Linked DNA regions of Pan troglodytes: all the other regions are linked to region 1. A link is a contact called in public Hi-C data. All regions are on one chromosome and are shown on one strand. Each heading gives the region's core, a stretch centred on a gene start, on an enhancer-like site or on the middle of the called end of the contact. The rest is flanking DNA. Distances are from core to core; before and after follow the strand shown.

Region 1 (2,700 bases), core at 141-2,640:
GCACTATCTGATTTTAAATATCTGGCACATAGATAGGTTATATTTAAAAGAATATCTGTAAAATCTAGAATAAATTCCAGTTTAGCTTCCTAGCAGAAAAGTGCTAAGTGTGAAATAGTGGTGATACTTAGCTTATGTTAGTGCTTGAATTTTGTTTTTTTTTTTTTTAATGGAAGAGAAAACTTAAAAACATTTTTTATGGCTTCTGTAGACAGGCACGGTGGCACTCTCCTGTAATCCCAGCACTTTGGGAAGCTGAGGCAGGAGGATTGCTTGAGCTCAGAGACCAGCCTGGGCAACAAAATGAGACCCCCATCTCTAAAAAAAAAAAAAAAATCAAAAAATTAGCCAGACATGGTGGTGGTGGTGCATGCCTGTGGTCCCAGCTACTGAGGAGGCTCAGGTGGCAGGATCACTTGAGCCCAGGAGATCAAGACTACAGGGATGAGTGTTTGCGCTACTGCTCACCAGTCTGGGTGACAGAGCAAGACCCTTTCTCAGAAAAAAAAAAAAAAAAAAAAACATTTTTATAGCTTCCGTATAATTAGGTTAATAGTGCTATGTTTGGGGGGCAACCAGTTTTTATCCTGCTTCCCTACCTTTGTTACCTAAGCTGGCAAAAGACTGGGAAAGCCATTGTCATTCAAAATTGAAAGTCCAAGCAGAAAAAAAGGACTACTCAAATTGAAAAGGCAGTGCTTAGTTCATGGATGCTTCAAGCTTATTTTGCTTCTCTCTCCCCACCCCTGTGTTCTTTTAAAGATTAAAAAAAAAAAATCCTGAAGGGAAATGACTGTTTGTTAAATACTGATTGGGTGCAAATTTGGATTACATTATATGCCAGTTTTTTGTTGTTGTTATTTCTTAGGGAGTTTTGACGATAAAACCTAGACCTGGACCAAAGTCATAGTCTATTCATAATTAATTGGAAATATATATTCTTATGATTAATTGAATGATAAGCATAAAATAAAGGAGAATTTATAAATTGCCAATAAATCACAATGCTGGAAGAGAGCTTTCTTTCTAATTCAGCCATCTCTTTTTATAGATGAGGAAATTGAGGACCAAGAGATTAAATTACTTGTCCTTTGTTAACCTAATTTTTTAAAAGATGATCAATTATCTGTTAGGCCTGTGGTATGCAGGAATCTACCTATTTTATTTGGCTGTGGTGCCTTATGGCAGTTAGGTCAATGATTGCAAATGGGCTTGTGGTGTCTACTCTTAGAGTAGACTGGATAAACTCTTCTGTTTGTCAACTACAGCCTGGCAGTGAGCTGGACAACTTGGAGGAGATTTTGGATGATTTGCAGAATAGTCAATTACCACAGCTTTTCCCAGACACGAGGCCAGGCGCCCCTGCTGGATCAGTTGACAAGCAAGCCATCATCAATGACCTCATGCAACTCACAGCTGAAAACAGCCCTGTCACACCTGTTGGAGCCCAGAAAACAGCACTGCGAATTTCACAGAGCAGTGAGTATGAGAAATGGCTGGTTATGCCAAGAAATTTCCATATAATCACTATCAGAAACAGGGATTATTGAAGTCTGATGCAACCAGCTTAGTCACTTTAAGGTTTTTGTGATCAAATAGCACCATCTACTGTCCTGGTCTTTTGAAACAATATTCAAAATGGTTCTCTCACATTCTCTTGTGGGTTAATTTAATCGGCACTGGACAGGGAGACTGACCTACATTGATGAAGTTCTTCAACTGATTGTCATATTTCCCTTCATTTCAGTGACTGCCTTCAGACATGGAGTTTATCCTGGATTTTATGTGTTTAATAGACAATGAAATACTGAAATATATAACATTTGGGAGCTATGCTGACTTTTTAGGGATAATACACTATTTAAAAATATTCTACTCTCCCAAACTGCTCAGCTGGTAGTAACAAAAAATAAATTTAAAAAAAAATAATAAAATATTCTACTAAAAGTATTTATACATGAAAGGGCTACATACATTAAAAATCTTGCCCTATCTCAGGAATCTTCATATAAACATCACTTGACGTGGAACTTTACGTTTCTAAATGTATTCTAAGTTAAGTTGTCTGTTTAGAAAAAACATCTTTTATCTTTTCATTTTAAAGTTTTGTAAGCTTAGGATAAACTTGTTTACTATGAACACTCAGTTTACAAACTTGATTAATACCTGAAGTTGTCTGATAATCTTGAATGGAAGAAAGTATTTGTTATGTAGCAAGGCCATAATTTATGAAAGATAGATAACCTCTTCAGCGTTAAATTGGCAAAACAGAGTGATTTTTCCTTTTCAGATACAATTTGAGCCAATACCTGGCATTTGTTCTCAGATCAAAAATGGCAACCATCAGTCAAATCATAGAACATCTTTCATTGCTAGGTCTTTTCTCAAGTGATTTCTGACCATTCTGAAATAGGAAAAACAAAAGAAAGATGAGTTTGGGCCGGGCGTGGTGGTGGGCGCCTGTAATCCCAGCTACTCGGGAGGCTGAGGCAGGAGAATTGGTTGAACCCGGGAGGCGGAGGTTGCAGTGGTCCAAGATTGCGCTGCTGTACTCCAGCCTGGGCGACAGAGCGAAACTCCATCTCAGAACACACACACACACACACACACACACACACACACACACGAAAGATTTGCATGTGACCTCTCAAAACTCACTCTTTCTTGGGCAATGGAGAGTTAATTGTGGATCATGGGAGA
Region 2 (2,700 bases), core at 95-2,594, 260 kb before region 1:
CAGACTGGTATTAGCAGAAGACAGGCCATAAACAAACTCTCCATTTCCTCTCAACGCTTTGGGAACATAATTCTATTATTCCAGCTAGCTAAAAACAAACAAACAAACAAACAAAAAAAAACTTTAAAAATATACATTAATACATAGTCAATGCAAACATTTCAAACATTAGATAGGTGTGCAAAATAAAAACTGGAAGTGCCTCATCACCCACTTCTTACACTCCCCAGCGCTAACATTTGTTGTTATAGGCTTCCAAGCATTTTCTATTCACAAACACACACAGACACACACACCCATTTTTTTTAATTCTTTTCCCAAATAAAATTGGCGGTACACCCACAAATTTTAGGATGAAGACATATTTAAAAGCATGGGCTTTGGAGCTCACCAGAACTGGGCTCACATCCTCTCCAACTACTGGCTGTGACCCTGGGCAAATTACTTTAAGCTTCAATTTTTTGTGTGAAGTGAAAAGCGGCAATGACTTCGGAAGGTTTGAGGATTAAGGCCTATAGCATATATACATCACCTAGCACAGTCAGATTCACAGTAAGTGTTCAATAAACACTCTTATTGTCTACCGCAAGTGACCTTTCTCATTATAAGATTAAAATCAGGGAATATGTTCCTCTCATAGTTTGATAACTGCCATTAAACAAAAGTTTTTTTTTTCAACTAATTACCGTATAAGTTGGAAAAAAAAACTTGCTTTTCCAAAGCGTAAAACAGATTGGTCTAAGTAACACTTAAATGGGGGTTCTCGCATTTTCAGTGCCAATCTCCTACGTCCCCTCAGTACTTTGTTCACGGATGTCTAGAGAATGGACTTTCCAATATAAACTTATGATTTCATGATGTGCCGAAAATTCTCAACCAGGTTAAGTTTCACACTCTGTGTGCAGCATTTGCTTTATCCCGCAATTGCCGGGTGGTGCCCCTTCCAGCTCCCACAGTCGCGCCTCTCCATATCCCCTCTGGAGCTAGGACTGCAATGGGAGAAGCCTCTCCCTGTTGGAGCCGTAGGGGACTTGACGGATGCGGGGCGCCTCCGGGGAGCAGCGGCAGGACCGGGAGTTGGGTAGGGTGAGGTGCGCCCGAGGGGGTGCAGGGTGCTGGCCGAAGGGTCCGGCCGGACGGGCGCGAGGGTCCTCTGCTGGCGACCCTGGAACTCGGCTCTCCCCGATCTTCGTCTTGGGGCACCGTCCCTGCTGTCTGCAGCCCCCAGGCCCCACTGCCTCTAACTCAGCGGCCCAGGCCCGTCCCAGTCGCTAGTCTTCTTTTTGGCATTGCCCTTTGCCCTCCCATGCAGTCCTCTGTTGACTCTCTCTTCAGTTCCAGTCACCTCTAGGTCACCCTCCCTCTACCACAGTCACCCATTTTGTCCCCTGTCCCCTTACTCTTCTTCACCTCTCCCCTTACTCTTCTTCACCTCTCCCCGGGCCGCCTTCTCAGAGGACTCTGCCGACGGAGATGCTGCGGACCCCGCGGCCAGGGGCTGCTCCCCGGACAACCCTGCGTCCACCTTTGCCCCTTCCTCGGGGGCGCGAGAGGCAAGTTTCCGCCCCGTCCTTTTCCCGGTGACAGGACTTGGCGGCGGCCACTGCCGGGGAGGCAGAGGGAGGGACGGCCTGGCTCCCGAGCCCCCTCCCCTGCTCGCGAGCTCGCGCGGTCTGTCTCTCCGCAAGTGCGGAGACGCGGAGGAGGAGGAGGAGGAGGAGGGAGTTGGGGGAGGATCTCCATTGAAATAAACAACCAGGCAGCAGTTATTAACACGGGAACATGGCGGCCGCAGCCTCGGCTACAGCTTCGGCGGCGAAGGTCAGCGCCGACGGCAGCCGGCACCTGACGGCGTGACCGACCCGAGCCGGTAACCGTGCCTTCCCCCGGGGCCGCGAGGGCGGGCGGGGGGCGGGCGGCAGGCGGGGGGCGCCGCGTCCCCACCCCCCGGCCGCGACTGCCCTTCCTGCGCCGAGCTCCGACAGAGCCGTGCGCTTCCGAGAGGCTGTTTTTGTGTGCGGGGACCGCCGCCGGAGTGCGCGGAAAACGGGAGTTGCATCCCGGAGGCGCAGCGACGCTGGGGAGTTGGGGCTTGGGGGTGGGGAGGGCGGGAAGCGACGGGGAGACGCGGAGTCCCCGGGAGAGAAAGGAGGCGCTCCAGCGCCTTGCGAGAGCTCAGGAGACGAGTCCCGGAGCGCGAGGCGGGCGGAGGCTGCAGCCCGCGGCGCGGGCGAGAGGTGAGCGCCGAGGCGCGGCGGGGAGGCCGGGGGTGCGGGCGCGGCCCCCGCCCCGAGGAGCGAGTGCCCCTTGCCCAGCCCGGTGCGGGGTCGGCGGAGACCGAGGCTCTAACCCCTCGGGGGCAGCGCGGCAGAGCCGAGAAGGTGAATCCCGGGAAGGTGCATTCTTTAATGGAAGCGCGGAGCGGCTGCAGCGGAGAGTGGGAGCCGGGCGAGGGGAGGCAGGACTCGGGAAGTGCTGGGGGTGTGTGAAGGTGAAGCGGGGTGTCGGGGCGGCCGGCGAGCTGCAGCGCGGGGCGGGGAAGGGGAGCCGCGGCCCGGCGGGTGGCCCGGGCCCGTGTCAGCCCCGGGGGTGGGGGGCGAGGGGCGCCGAGCACCGCGGGCGGACGGGAAGGAGCTGCGGCGGGCGGGGCGGGCGGCGCGCTGGGGCCGAGCAGGCCGGGCCGTGGTGGGGGCGGGGAGC
Region 3 (2,700 bases), core at 34-2,533, 390 kb before region 1:
ATATGCCTCCAGCCTCCAAGCCTCACACACATAGCTCCACCTGCCTTCCGGCTGTGTCTCCTGTTGGCCAACTTTCTCCCACTCACCCTATGCATCTCAGCTTGCACATACCTTCTAGGTACAGGCTTATCAGCCCTTCTCTTGGGTCTCAGGGCATGCCACATTTCCTGTATAACAGCATTCATCACTAGGAATTGGTTCAGCCTTACACATCTCCCAACACAAACACACACACCCCTCACTCAAGAATTATCTGTTAAAGAAATGTTGAATGGGGTGGGGTGTGGTGGCTCACACCTATAATCCTAGCACTTTGGGAGGCTGAGGTAGGAGGATCACCTGAGGTCAGGAGTTCGACACCAGCCTGGGCAACATGGTGAAACCCTGTCTCTACTAAAAATGCAAAAATTAGCCGGGCATGGTGGTGCACGTCTGTAATCTTGGCTACTCAGGAGGTTGAGGCAGGAGAACTGCTTGAACCCGGGAGGCAGAGGTTGCAGTGAGCCGAGATTGTGCCACTGCACTCCAGCCTGGGCAACAGAGTGAGACTCCATCTCAAAAAAAAAATGTTGACTGATTATATCACAAGCTATTTAGTTATTTTTACAAGCAATAGTTAAAAGACTGACATTTACAAAACATTTACCTTTTTAAAAAAGAGGAGTTGAGGTTATCCTAATCACCAACAAGTAGCTCTTGTTTCCTAATATGTTTTCTTGAGAAGAAGGAAAGGAACACAGCTGCCCGTAGGATGCTGGGAGTTGTGCAAAACGTTAGTTTAGTATGCACATCGAGTGTGTCCCACAGTGAACATCATCCACTGCCATCCTGGTCACGGTAGAAAGGAGACTGCCAGCCTTCCCTCCCTTTACTTCAGGAAAGAGCCAATCTACTGCATTTAAAAGAATATTGATTTTGCAAAGTCCTCCAAAGAAAAATCTCCAACCCTATCTGGTATCAAACAACCCTAGGCATCAGGAAATTCTTCCTTTTGTTTAACTTTAATGAGCCCATTCTTTTTGTGTCCTTGGCAACAGAGGGAAAAAACAGTCATCATCCTCCATGCAATGGCTGTTCTGAAGTTTAAGTCCAATGCTGGCACTTCTTAATTCACCTCTGATGCATCTCCTCTCTAGGCTAAATAATCCTAGGTCTTTTAGCCCTTGTTTGCTGGTCACAGGATGACTATTCTGCTTTAGCTCTGAACTCTCCACATTCTCTCAATTCCCGTTGAACTATGGAGCCGGGAGCCAGCCCCAGCTCTCTGTTACAGCTCTGGACAGTACAGAGAGCAATGTAACAATTACCTCATGATACAGACATGCTTTTCATTTGCTACAGTTCTCTGCTTGCATTTTTTTCAATCAACAGAACTGCAGGATTGTGACAATTCTTCCCGGTCAACTGGCTGTCCACTAAAGCTATACTTCCAATTTTCCAGCCAACTGCCTTTGAGTAGTTGGCACCTTGCCTTTGAACATGTTCACTTTTCAACTCCAAGTGCATAACCCTGAATTTTTCTCTACTGAACCCCATCCAGTTTATGTCCCATTATTCCAGTTGACCAGGATTGCCTTCTCTGATGACTCTAGCCCCCTGAGATCTTCCGGTTTTATGATATTTCAGGGTTTGAGTTATGTTTCCCATGCATATTTCTTATTGACCAGTGCATTAGTCAGATTAAGCTAAAATATGCTGCAGTAAACAAATCAGCAAATCTCAGCGGCGTAGAACAATAGTCTGGGGTAGTTTTTTGTTTTGTTTTGTTTTCGAGAAGGGGTCTCACTCTGTTGCCCAGGCTGCAGTGCAGTGGTGCAATCTCGGCTCATTGCAGCCTCCACCTCCTGGGTTCAAGCCATCCTCCCACCTCAGCCTCCCAAGTAGCTGGGACTACATACGTGCACCACCACATCCAGCTAATTTTTTAATTATATATGTATTTGGGAGATGGGGCTTGCTATGTTTCCAAGGCTGGCCTCGAAATCCTGGACTGAAGCAATCCTCCCCACTTGGCCTCCCAAAGTACTGGGATTACAGATGTGACCCACCATGCCCAGCCACATTATTTTTCATATTCACACTACATTTCCCACACTAATTGGCGGAGGGGTTCTGATCATCAGAGTCCAGGTGGCCCAGGTTGACAAAAGTTCTACCACTGTGTGAAATCAACAGAAGGCTTCAGGGTTCATGGAAAATGGAGAAGTTTTATACATATTTAATACAAGTAGAAGTGATACCCGTTGTTCAGTTAATAGGGTTGCTAAAGTTAACAACAAAAAAAGCTAAAAAAATTTTTTTAAAGCGATACCCATTGTTATGCCAACATTTCGTTAGCTAAAGCAAGTAACATGGATGTGACTAATTCCGAGGGATGTGTGCTCCCAAGGAAAGAACTGGAGAGAAATCTTGGCATTCACTAGTTGTCTCCCAGAACCAATGAGATTCCATTTTCCTAAACACAGTCATCTTGTCTTTTATTTCTGCATCATCATAAATTCAACCATAAATTATCAAAGAAGACTTATAGATTCTCAGCCAATTTTTCTCCCACCCAGCATCTCTTACAAAAGTAGGGGCATTTTTCTATTCCATGGTCCAGATTATATACGAAGATGTTAGTTCAAAGACCAGATTCTGCCAAAAGCTGCTGGGCAGAATGATGAGGACTGAGCCACTGAGAACAAATTTCCTCTTTAC

What was found. Hi-C and Micro-C count contacts between places; a contact is called where the count stands out from the background.
Region 2: a contact with region 1 is called in a Hi-C map of stem cell-derived neural progenitor cells, with 4 times the contacts expected there. The contact joins the promoter of NCOA2 here to the enhancer-like site in region 1. A contact is called at or near these places in 2 of 7 Hi-C or Micro-C datasets (blood and stem cell-derived neural progenitor cells) and 1 of 1 datasets of contacts at active chromatin or transcription factors (stem cell-derived excitatory neurons).
Region 3: a contact with region 1 is called in a Hi-C map of stem cell-derived neural progenitor cells, with 14 times the contacts expected there. The contact joins two enhancer-like sites. A contact is called at or near these places in 4 of 7 Hi-C or Micro-C datasets (blood, induced pluripotent stem cells, a lymphoblastoid cell line and 1 more) and 1 of 1 other capture datasets (stem cell-derived neural stem cells).

Annotation. Positions count from the first base shown.
Region 1 is chr7:78,782,676-78,785,375 of NHGRI_mPanTro3-v2.0_pri, reverse strand. It overlaps NCOA2 (nuclear receptor coactivator 2), which reads left to right. Exons shown (of 23, transcript XM_054656809.2): 12 at 1,269-1,479. Among named protein-coding and RNA genes, the nearest start is that of PRDM14, 73 kb to the right of the region's middle. Within about 2 kb of position 1,390, at least 9 of the 24 cell types and tissues checked have an H3K27ac peak or open chromatin away from gene starts, as enhancers often do. A contact at or near this core is called in stem cell-derived neural progenitor cells, where this site is marked.
Region 2 is chr7:79,040,954-79,043,653 of NHGRI_mPanTro3-v2.0_pri, reverse strand. It overlaps NCOA2 (nuclear receptor coactivator 2), which reads left to right and starts at 1,344. Exons shown (of 23, transcript XM_054656809.2): 1 at 1,344-1,553.
Region 3 is chr7:79,167,679-79,170,378 of NHGRI_mPanTro3-v2.0_pri, reverse strand. No RefSeq gene overlaps it. Among named protein-coding and RNA genes, the nearest start is that of TRAM1, 77 kb to the left of the region's middle. Within about 2 kb of position 1,283, at least 1 of the 24 cell types and tissues checked has an H3K27ac peak or open chromatin away from gene starts, as enhancers often do. A contact at or near this core is called in stem cell-derived neural progenitor cells, where this site is marked.